Linked DNA regions of Pan troglodytes: region 1 is linked to region 2. Evidence: chromatin contacts called from public Hi-C data. All regions are on one chromosome and are shown on one strand. The core of a region is the stretch at or near the end of the contact, and the rest is flanking DNA. Distances in the headings are between cores, read along the strand shown.

Region 1 (4,977 bases), core at 1,812-4,311, 170 kb before region 2:
AATATTTACTTTGATTTTGTATTGAGACAAGGTTTTGCAATGTTGCTCAGGCTGGAGTATAGTGGCATGATCATGCTCCCTGTGGCCTCCATCTCCCGGGCTCAAGTGATGCTCCTGCCTCAGCCTCCCAAGTAGCTGAGACTACTTGTGTGCCACCATGTCTGGCTAATTTTTAAAACATTTTTTTTAAGAGATGGGATCTCTCTATATTGCCCAGGCTGGTCTCGAACTTCTGGGCTCAAACAATCCTCGTGCCTTGGTCTCCCAAAGGTCTGGGATTATAGGTGTGAGCCACTGTGCTGGGCTGGTCCTGGCTCAATAAAACCCCGTTTCTTGAAAGGGGTCTGACTCTTACAGCCCCTATATAGAAGGGCTACTCCTTTTCAAAACAGCAAATTGCTAACAGAGGTTGCACATAGGCAGTGAAATTATAAGGGCTTCTCTCTTGTCATGTATTTCTCAAAATTCCATAATAGCTAATTGGCTCTTAAAACAGTAAACTATATTATCACTTATTTTTATGGTAAGATCAACACCATGCCTCCAAGCTCCTTTTCTTAAGCCTCAATTATCTAATGGTAAAATGATTTTAGTGACCATTACTAGCAATTTCAAGAAATACATACATTCTCTGAAGAACAGAAACCTAGACTGGCCCAACACGAGGCTCTGTATATTACACAGCTAGGTATAGGCTTTATATTTTTCTCCTTTAACACCACCACATCTTCCAGCTGACTTTGTGCCAGGTACCGTGAGAAATGCTTTACGAATACCTTGCTTAACCACCGTGCAACTCCAAGAGGAAGTACTAATACCCGTGATTTACAGATGAGGAAATAGGCCCAGGGAGGAGAGAAGCCAGAATTGGAAACTAAGTATGTTCAATTCCACGGCCCACTAGTTTGGCCCACTTGGTCCATGTGGCAGGACATGCTCACAGCCAGGGCAGTGTCACCTGTAGTTCTGCCGAGAGGACTCTGCAGGGGGCCTTAGGGCACAGAGACTAAAGAGTCCTGTGGGCCACCACGGCTGCAGTGTGTCTCTAGGGTGGCCACGGCTGTCTGTCTGTCTGTCTGCTCCCCCTGCCCTCCCGCGAATCCTGCCGTGGAGAGGGTACAGAGAGCAAGGTGCTGACAACAGTGCGAAGCTGAGCTCTGAACCAACAAAACCACGTCTTTCCAAGGGGAAGGAGCTGGGGCCACCTAGCCCCACCCCCTCATTTACCAGATGGGCCAATCAAGGCCTGAAGAGCAGAGCCCGCTGAGAAAGGCTGTCAGGCAGAGCCCGATTTGAACCTAGAACCTCAGCTTCCTTTGCCAGGCCTTTTTCCTCTCCACCCCTCCTGACTGACACCACCTTGAACAACTCTGAGTCATGTGAGCCACGTGACTCAGCCAGACCCGGAGCAGGGAGATGCGGAGCAGGCTGTTGGCCAGATATCAGTGTGACAGCCTGCTGGGCTCATTGTCCCTGCCAGCAGTGCCCATACTCCCATGACTGTCTGTGCCATCTGGGACCTCTAGCTATGATTTCTGTCAGGGAAGCTGCCCACCCTGCCCCTTCTCAGATGGGCCCATCTCTCTGTATTCGTGGCTATCACCCCCTCTGCTTAAGTCATGCAGCCTCCTATGACTCATTGCCTTCCCAGACACCAGCACTCCTCCCGTCCTGCGCTCTGGCCCAGTCTGTTGCTAAGTCTTCCTTAACCTGGGGCAGGAGTGAGTCTCAGGCCTAGGAGCTCAGTCTGGCATTTGAAAGGCAATTATTGTGTGAGCAGGAAGGAATCGTGTGAGGGGCATGAGTTTGTGTGTATGTGGGCATGTGTCTCAGGGCAGAAGAGAATGCAAAAGTGGGATATTTGGAGCAGAAGAAGGCTGCTCCACATTAGAACCATTTGTGCAATTTTGAGAAGTTTCTCCCTCTGAGGTCTTTCCCTGTGGAAACTGGGCTGCATTTCCCAAGCCAGACCTCACATGAGGCTGAACCAAACCCTCACAGCTACTGCTTCTGTGACAGCTACTGCTTCTGTCTCCACTCTACAGCCTGGATGAGGACATGCTCAGGGCTGCAGAATCACAGAGGCTAGAACTCCTGGAGCTGAACATGTCCTCAGAGATTATCTGGCACCATGGTTTTCAAACATTTGCTCTTCATCTCTGGTCCTCAACTGAGTAGACTGGGGAACTTTTGGGCTTCATAGAAACCAGCCTGAAAAAACACTCTTCCAGTCCAAACTTGTCAATTTATAGATGGAGAACCCAAGGCCAAGAGACGGGAGACCTGTCTGGGGTCTCAGAGCAGGCTGGACAATCCGATAAATGGCCCCACACTCACTCTGCACTGTTCCTGTTCCCTGCAGGCACCAAGCCTGCCCTGGGCACAGAGAAAGGTCTTTTGAGTTACCCTGCAGACTTTAGACACTTTGGCAAGTGTTTCCAATGACAGCTCCAAAGGGAAGCAGGGCTCAGGACTGAGTCATAAGACAAATGCGCATTAGGTACAAGTTAACATCATCTGCAAGAACAGAAAATATTTTTACAAGCCTCCTCACTTGTCACTGGACATGTTCAAGTCTGGGTGATGAATGGCTGGGTAAGTACTGTGGTAAGCAAAGGAAACATCATAAAGCTCCTCAGCTCCACTGCAGGCCCCGAGGGCAGCAGCAGAGACATCTGGACAGACAGACACAGAGGGGAGGACATTCACTTTCCCTAAGGCAGGAGAAGGAAACTGGCATCCCCACTGGGTCAGGAAAAATGGGAGCAGGACAACAGGGAGCTGAGACATTGAAAACTAAAACCTGGGCCACTGTGAGCCTTCTGACTGTGGGATGCAGGGGGCTCCTGGGAGGGTGTGCACATCACAGAAGGATGCATCGGCTGCACATTCAGGAAGGTCCTCCAAGCAGTTCCACAAGTGCATCTGCACATACACGCCCTTGCAGTGCTACCTTATGCTCACTAGAGGGCGATATCATGTTTCCTCCTGGCATGGGTGTACCTGTGGGAGGGGCTACCTGGAAGCCATCCTCATCCCCTGATGACAGCAGGTCTCCTTACGTTCCCACCAAATCCATACTACCATGGGCAGCCCTCCATCCCAGCTCCTGGTGCACGGTAGCCCTGTCAGAACCCATTCTAGGGACTCCACCTGTTCTCAGCCTAGAACCTCACTCTGAACTGCAATGTGCTCACTTCATGGCCACTTACCCGGGTTAGGTGAGGGGCAGGTGACCCTAGAGTAGGTGTGGACTCAAAGTAACACAAAGGAGAGTAGGGAATTTTAATTTTTTAAAAATAAAGGAATCCTTTTGTCAAATGAAATCATAGGGAGAACTCCACTCTATAAAATTCAGTATTTGGTTCCCCAAGCCACCTGTGGCTTCTCAGTGGAGTGATGGGTGTCCTCAGGATAGCCTGAAAATAACAGAAGTAGCCAAGGGGCCAGCTAGTCCTGGGCACCAACACGCACTCCACCATACCCTGCTGAGTGGACATGGTACGGGGCAAGAACGTCCGTGAGCCTCAGTTTCCTCATCTGTTAAGAGACTCACTGGGCTGTCAGAACTAAATGAGATCATGCACGTCGGGCCCCTAATGGTGCCTGGCAAGTAGCAGGCCCTCAAAAAACATCACCAAATGTTCCTTCAAAACCAGAGGCATGAAGAACACAGCAAGCTTCCCCAGGAATCCGCAGAGTCTATACAGTCTCCTGGGCTGATCAGGATGGCGAGGTCACAAGTTTGGGGCATAGTGACTCACTTTTGAGCCACTTAGTGGGATGCAAACTCTGGCCGCCTCCCTTTGCAGCTCCACACTCTTGAAAGACTAACCTTCAAATGACCTCTAAGCACAAAGCAGTGATGACTTTTCCTGCCTCACACTGAACTAGTGAGTCTTGAGATTGAAGCATGTCTCTGCTCTCTGCCCCAGATGGCTGGGGCCTCACTTTCCCATGGTGGGAAGGACGCCCAATGATCCTCTATGATCAGCTCCATCAGCAACCTCTCCTAGGTGGGAAGGGGAGTTCCTTTCCAGCCATGCCCAGAAAGCCTTCCTTTAGGTTCAGGTCCAAAGGAGCAGGGCCTTGGCACCGCCAACCACTGTTAACCAGTGAGGGGCTTGCTCAAGTGCAGCACAAGGCTGGAGCACAGACAGGCTCCCTGCTTCCTGGTTAATGCCTTCCAGGGCAGGGGAGGCCTTTATTCAGCAGAGCCCGTGAGTTCTTCCCAGTGACTCTGAGGTTCACTCCCCTTCCTACACCAGAAGACCACATTTAGAGCAAAGATGAAGCAAATGGGAGAAGGTGAGGTGGAATCAGGGGCAAACAGTCCACCTCATCTGCCTGCAATTCTCTTTGCTTTTCTTAAGCAGCTTGGGTTTCCCAGAGGTGCTGGGCATATCACACTCCCTGGAAGCCATCAATGAGAACAGAGGAGAGAGCCTTCTGAAATGAGACAGACTGCAAGAATCCAGCAGGTAGGAGATGCTTCCACTGGTCCCAAAATAGGAATGACTGAGTGGTTGTTTGGGTCTGTGGTCTTAACAAAACCATTTGATTAAGGACTAAATTATGGTCAATTTATCCACGCCAGTGACTTTACCTACCTAGGGAGGTTCCACTGCAAAGATCCAAAATCATTCATACCTTCTTGTATGAAAGCAACAGTTGATAGAGCTCTGCTAACCAATGATTTTAGGCTGGCCAAAAGTTGCCTAATTTCTTGCTTTTTTCCTGCTTTCACAATACACTTTATTAAATATGCTGACTTGAATTTGCAATGCGCATGCTCCAGTTTAGTGAAATACATCACAAGAGGCAAAATACTTTCCTTTTCAAGCTCTCTTTGTCCTGAATGCCTCTGAAGACCATCATTGCTGCTATAAATCATAGATAGAAAATAGTTGAATACTCCTCAGTTCAGCCCTATACAGAAATGACAAACACTGACTGCAGCCATTAACTTGCATTTGT
Region 2 (4,480 bases), core at 843-3,342:
GTCTCAGAAGATGCTAGGTACTAGAAGGAACATTAGACTTGGAAGTCTAAATATTCGACTAGCTCCAGGTCTAAGATCTATAACTTGTTAGCCATGCAAAATTTGAGTTGTCACTTCACCTCTTTGAATCTCAGCATCCTCATCTGTACAATGGGGATAATAATAGCAATCTCCTCTGGTTCTATAAAAATGAAAGGTGATGTGACACACAACTCTTAGTAAACTATAAAGTGATAAAGTGATAGATGAATCCACTGTTACTTCTGAATTGATAAATATAATTCATTCTGAGTGATTTTTTAAAAAATGACCCATCTTCCCTTTACTCCTTGCTAACAACTTTAACATGGAGAGGTTTTGGTGGGGGTGGGGGGGAGCAATTATAAGTTATATATAGTGAACCATAAGCTTGAGGGAGAGAATTTTAGAGCAGAAAAGGAGAATAAACCATTTTATAGAATCTAATCTAATCCAATCTTCTCATTTTCCAGATGAAGACAATAAAGATAAAGTGATTTAGAGTCAAGACTGGTGGTTAAGAGCCTGGTCTCACTAGTTAGACAGACTTGGCTTTTTGGTTTGTTTGTTTTTGAGACAGTCTCGTTCTGTTGCCCAGGCTGGTGTGCAGTGGCGTGATCATGGCTCACTGCAACCTCCGCTTCCGAGGTTCAAGGGATTCTCATGCCTCAGCCTCCGGAGTAGTTGGGACTACAGGCGTGCACCACCTCGCCAGGCTAATTTTTGTATTTTTAGTAGAGATAGGGTTTCACCATGTTGGCCAGGCTGGTCTTGAACTCCTGACCTCAAGTGATCTGCCCACCTTGACCTTCCAAAGTGCTGGGATTTCAGGTGTAAGCCACCATGCCCAGCCCACACCTGGTTTTAAACATGAGCCCCTCTAGTCTAGTTCTGTGACTTGGGGCAAATTGCTTAATTACCTCTAAGCTGCTAGCTCATGGAGGTGTGGGAAGAATGAAGTGAGCTAAGATGTGGAAAGCCCTTAGCGGACTCTCTACCCACACTCGATCAATACCTGTTCCTGCAGCCAGTGCCTAAGACCTCAGAGGGCACCAAGGGCTGATAAAGGACAGGGCCCAGGTGTCCTGATTCGTATCCTGGTGCTCTTATTTCCAGCGTCACTTCCCAGACTCCCCTAAAGATGAAGGCAACTCAGAGGGGACAGAAGGACGTTAGTTACCCAGAGTGGGCATTAACGTAAAAATGGGGCTAGTCAGATCCACATCATAGACGTTTTCCTCTTCCTCCTGTCAGACATTTGCTCTTTATCATTAAGACTTTTTCTTCTGATAGAAAAGCTGGAAATAAAAAAAGGTTATATCTTTTATAATCTTTCAAATGATTATAGCAAACAACAAAAAAAGAAGGAATGGGATTGATGGTGATCAAAGACTGTGATATTTTAATTTTGAAAATGCAAATTGAGAAGCTGTGAATCCTGAATATGTATTACCTTAAGACTAATAATGCTATTGGAATTATAAAAATTTCATATGGAGCTATTTAGTTGCCTCCACACTTCAGAGAACAGTTCATGGCTGGGCGCAGTGGCTCATGCCTGTAATCCTAGCACTTTAGGAGGCCGAGGAGGGTGGACTGCCTGAGCTCAGGAGTTCAAGACCAGCCTGGACAACATGGTGAAATCCTGTCTGTATTAAAATTAAAAAAAAAAAAAAAATTAGCCAGGCATGGCGGCATGCACCTGTAGTCCCAGCTGCTCAGGAGAGGCTGAGGCAGAAGAATTGCTTGTACCTGGGAGGCAGAGGTTGCAGTGAGCTGAGATGGTGCCACTGCACTCCAGCCATGGCGATAGAGCGACACTCCATCTCAAAAAAAAAAAAAAAACCAGAAACAAAACAAAACAAAACAAAACAAAAGCCGTGTATGTAGACCAGCTGAGTCATTATCTAAGCCCTGGTGCTCTTCTCAGGATTGTGAGCTGAGCTGATGACTTGATTCAATAAAATGAGACCTCCCAATTAAAAAGATTGGTATGACCCTCACTGAAGGAGAATGCAAGCAGAACAAAAGGAAGGAGTGCAATGCCTGACATTCCTTTGCTGGCCTGGTGCTGGCTGGCTTTCCTTTGAAAGCACTTAAGCCAGTCCCTCCACCAGCTATTGGCAGGAACTGTAACAGAGACCTCTAGAACACAGTTCAGGAGGAAAGAGGGAATATCGAATTCTTTGGGGAATCATACAAACATAGCAAGCTGAAAGTCTGGGCATGCACCTATGCACCTGAACAGGTATGTAAATACGTGTATGCACATATGCCTTTGCATTTTATGTATGAATGTATACTTGTGTCCATGCTTATACGTGACTTTTAATGTGTGTCCACATGTATGGCTGTATGAGTGTGAGTGTACAGCTGTGCATATATATGCACTTGAGGTACAACTGTAAAATACGTGTCTAGAATGTGACACTTGATCATTAATCCTCTTTTGTGTGTACAAGTATTAGTTATCCAATTGTGCAGTGTGGCCAAATGCACTGCTCATCTCCAGCACAGGATCGAATCAGGCACTGTCAGTGAAAGCTCTGGGAATTATAAGAACTTTAAGGGCAGGGGCTGGGGAGCTTCCATCTGCCTGGAGTGGACTCATCCATGTGTATGACATGGCCCCTGAAGCCCATGTGCCTCATTCAGTAAGGGGTGTGGTGTAGCCTGAGCAATGAGCAATGTCACTGACCAGAATCACACGGAGCAGCAGCACCACTGTGTGGACTGGCTCCACACAGCCTCCCATGGTCCTGAGGATGTGCCATCAAAGAGACAGGGGCTAGGGGACAGATAAGGACAGAAGGATCCATCCATTGCCACAAACACCCAGGCTTATGTCCTCAGAACATGAGCTCTTCTGTACTTCTAGAACCAGCCCCTCCCCTACCATTACTCTTCTCCCCAATGTCCCTCTCCCTTCAGAAAGCCCCAGCACTCAGCAGGGACTGTGAGGATCTGGATGTTCAAGGCAATCCCTGCTATAAGAAATCTTAGTTATTGAGCCAGGTGTTTATTATTTATTTTTTAAGTATGTTGGGATGTGTTAGGACTAATGCTGGGGACTGTCGGGTGACACCAAACCGCCCCCACCCTCATATTTAGGCCTTCATGCTTTCTGCTCAGGGAAGCTGCTACTACAAGGCCTGGGGTCCCCACATTCCTATGCATCCTGGGATCAGCTCACATTTTACTTCCCTTCTTCAGCTTTCTCTGTTCCTTCCCCAACCTGTGCTGTATGAACTGCTCCCTGGAGCACATTGTGTCTGCTTCTCTTAGGAGTTTATCACATGGTTTCTTAGCTATTGACTTAAGTATTCCTGGAGCACAGTCTAGCTCCTGCCCTTACAGACCCGGAATCCACTATAAAGGAACTTTTACCCAATGTCCCAGGCAGCACAGGTGGGTGGCAGCTCCTACCTGTACAGGAAAGGTGCAACCGTGGCAGTGTTGGGATGGTTGTATTGCTGCTGGGGCTGAGGTAGCTGAACACTGACGGTATTGCTTCCTGTGGTCTGGGTGGTCCCGACGGACCCACTGACAGTCTGGCTGCTGATGCTGTGGTTCAGGGTGGTCCCTCCTGGGCCTTTTCCTTCTGAGGACGCCAGGCTGGAAGAGGAACTGGAGTGTCTGCCGTCCAGCTGGGGCTTCTGCTGGGGGAGTCCTGAGCTCAGCTTCCCACTCCGGCTCCGCTCCCCTTCCTTGGAAGGCGCTGGGGCACTTGGGGATTTCCCGGGCATGCTCTTCATTCCTGGTTTTGGTATTCCACTGTGGGAAGGGGCCATGGGCTCCTTCTTGGCACTGTTGAGCTTCCCCCCTTTGGGGATGAAGCTGGCGATCTTGGAGGACTTTTTTGGCATCTCGGGCACAGCTGCTCCACTGGGGTCTTCTTTTGGCTCCTCCTTGAGGTCCAGCCTCTCCGTCACAGAGGCTCTCTTGGCAAGGTCCTTGCTTTTCTCCTTATCCTTCTCCCGCTGTTGTTTCTCCTTCTCTTTCTCATTGCCTTTCAGAGAACTCTTCTTGTTGGTCAGTGCCCGGCTAAAAGTCCTCTGGGCAATGCCCTTGAGTGCAATCTTGGGGCTGCTGGAAGCAGGGCCCACAGTGGTGAGCATGCGACTGGCGGCCTCCAGCTCCTCGCTCTCTTCAAAGCTGGGCAGAGTCTCCAGCCGCTCACAGCTTGTGTCCCGGGACCCCGGGCCCTCACCTGCCTTTGAGCCCCCTTTACTGTTGAAAAGTTTCAGCTTTTCCAGCATGGACTTCTGATTGTTGGGGGCCGGCTTCATGGCTTCAGGTGTGGGCCTGGGGGCCTCAGGCCCAGGAGGCTTGACCGAGAGCATGGATACCGTGGCACTGTGCTTCACGCTGAGGGATTTGCTGCGCCAAGGCTTGGTGGCCGCACCGGGCTGCGGGATGGCCGAGGAGGTACTGCAATTAGTAGGGGTGGAGCTGCTGCCGC

What was found. Hi-C and Micro-C count contacts between places; a contact is called where the count stands out from the background.
Region 1: a Hi-C map of induced pluripotent stem cells shows a contact between it and region 2, with 1.9 times the contacts expected there. The contact joins two enhancer-like sites. A contact is called at or near these places in 1 of 7 Hi-C or Micro-C datasets (induced pluripotent stem cells) and 1 of 1 other capture datasets (stem cell-derived neural stem cells).

What each region holds. Positions count from the first base shown.
Region 1 is chr9:24,139,680-24,144,656 of NHGRI_mPanTro3-v2.0_pri, reverse strand. The region is part of intron 37 of NAV2 (neuron navigator 2); the gene reads right to left. Among named protein-coding and RNA genes, the nearest start is that of DBX1, 52 kb to the left of the region's middle. Within about 2 kb of position 3,061, at least 7 of the 24 cell types and tissues checked have an H3K27ac peak or open chromatin away from gene starts, as enhancers often do. A contact at or near this core is called in induced pluripotent stem cells, where this site is marked.
Region 2 is chr9:23,964,308-23,968,787 of NHGRI_mPanTro3-v2.0_pri, reverse strand. NAV2 (neuron navigator 2) reads right to left here. Exons shown (of 39, transcript XM_508328.8): 8 at 3,445-4,480. Among named protein-coding and RNA genes, the nearest start is that of DBX1, 230 kb to the left of the region's middle. Within about 2 kb of position 2,092, at least 11 of the 24 cell types and tissues checked have an H3K27ac peak or open chromatin away from gene starts, as enhancers often do. A contact at or near this core is called in induced pluripotent stem cells, where this site is marked.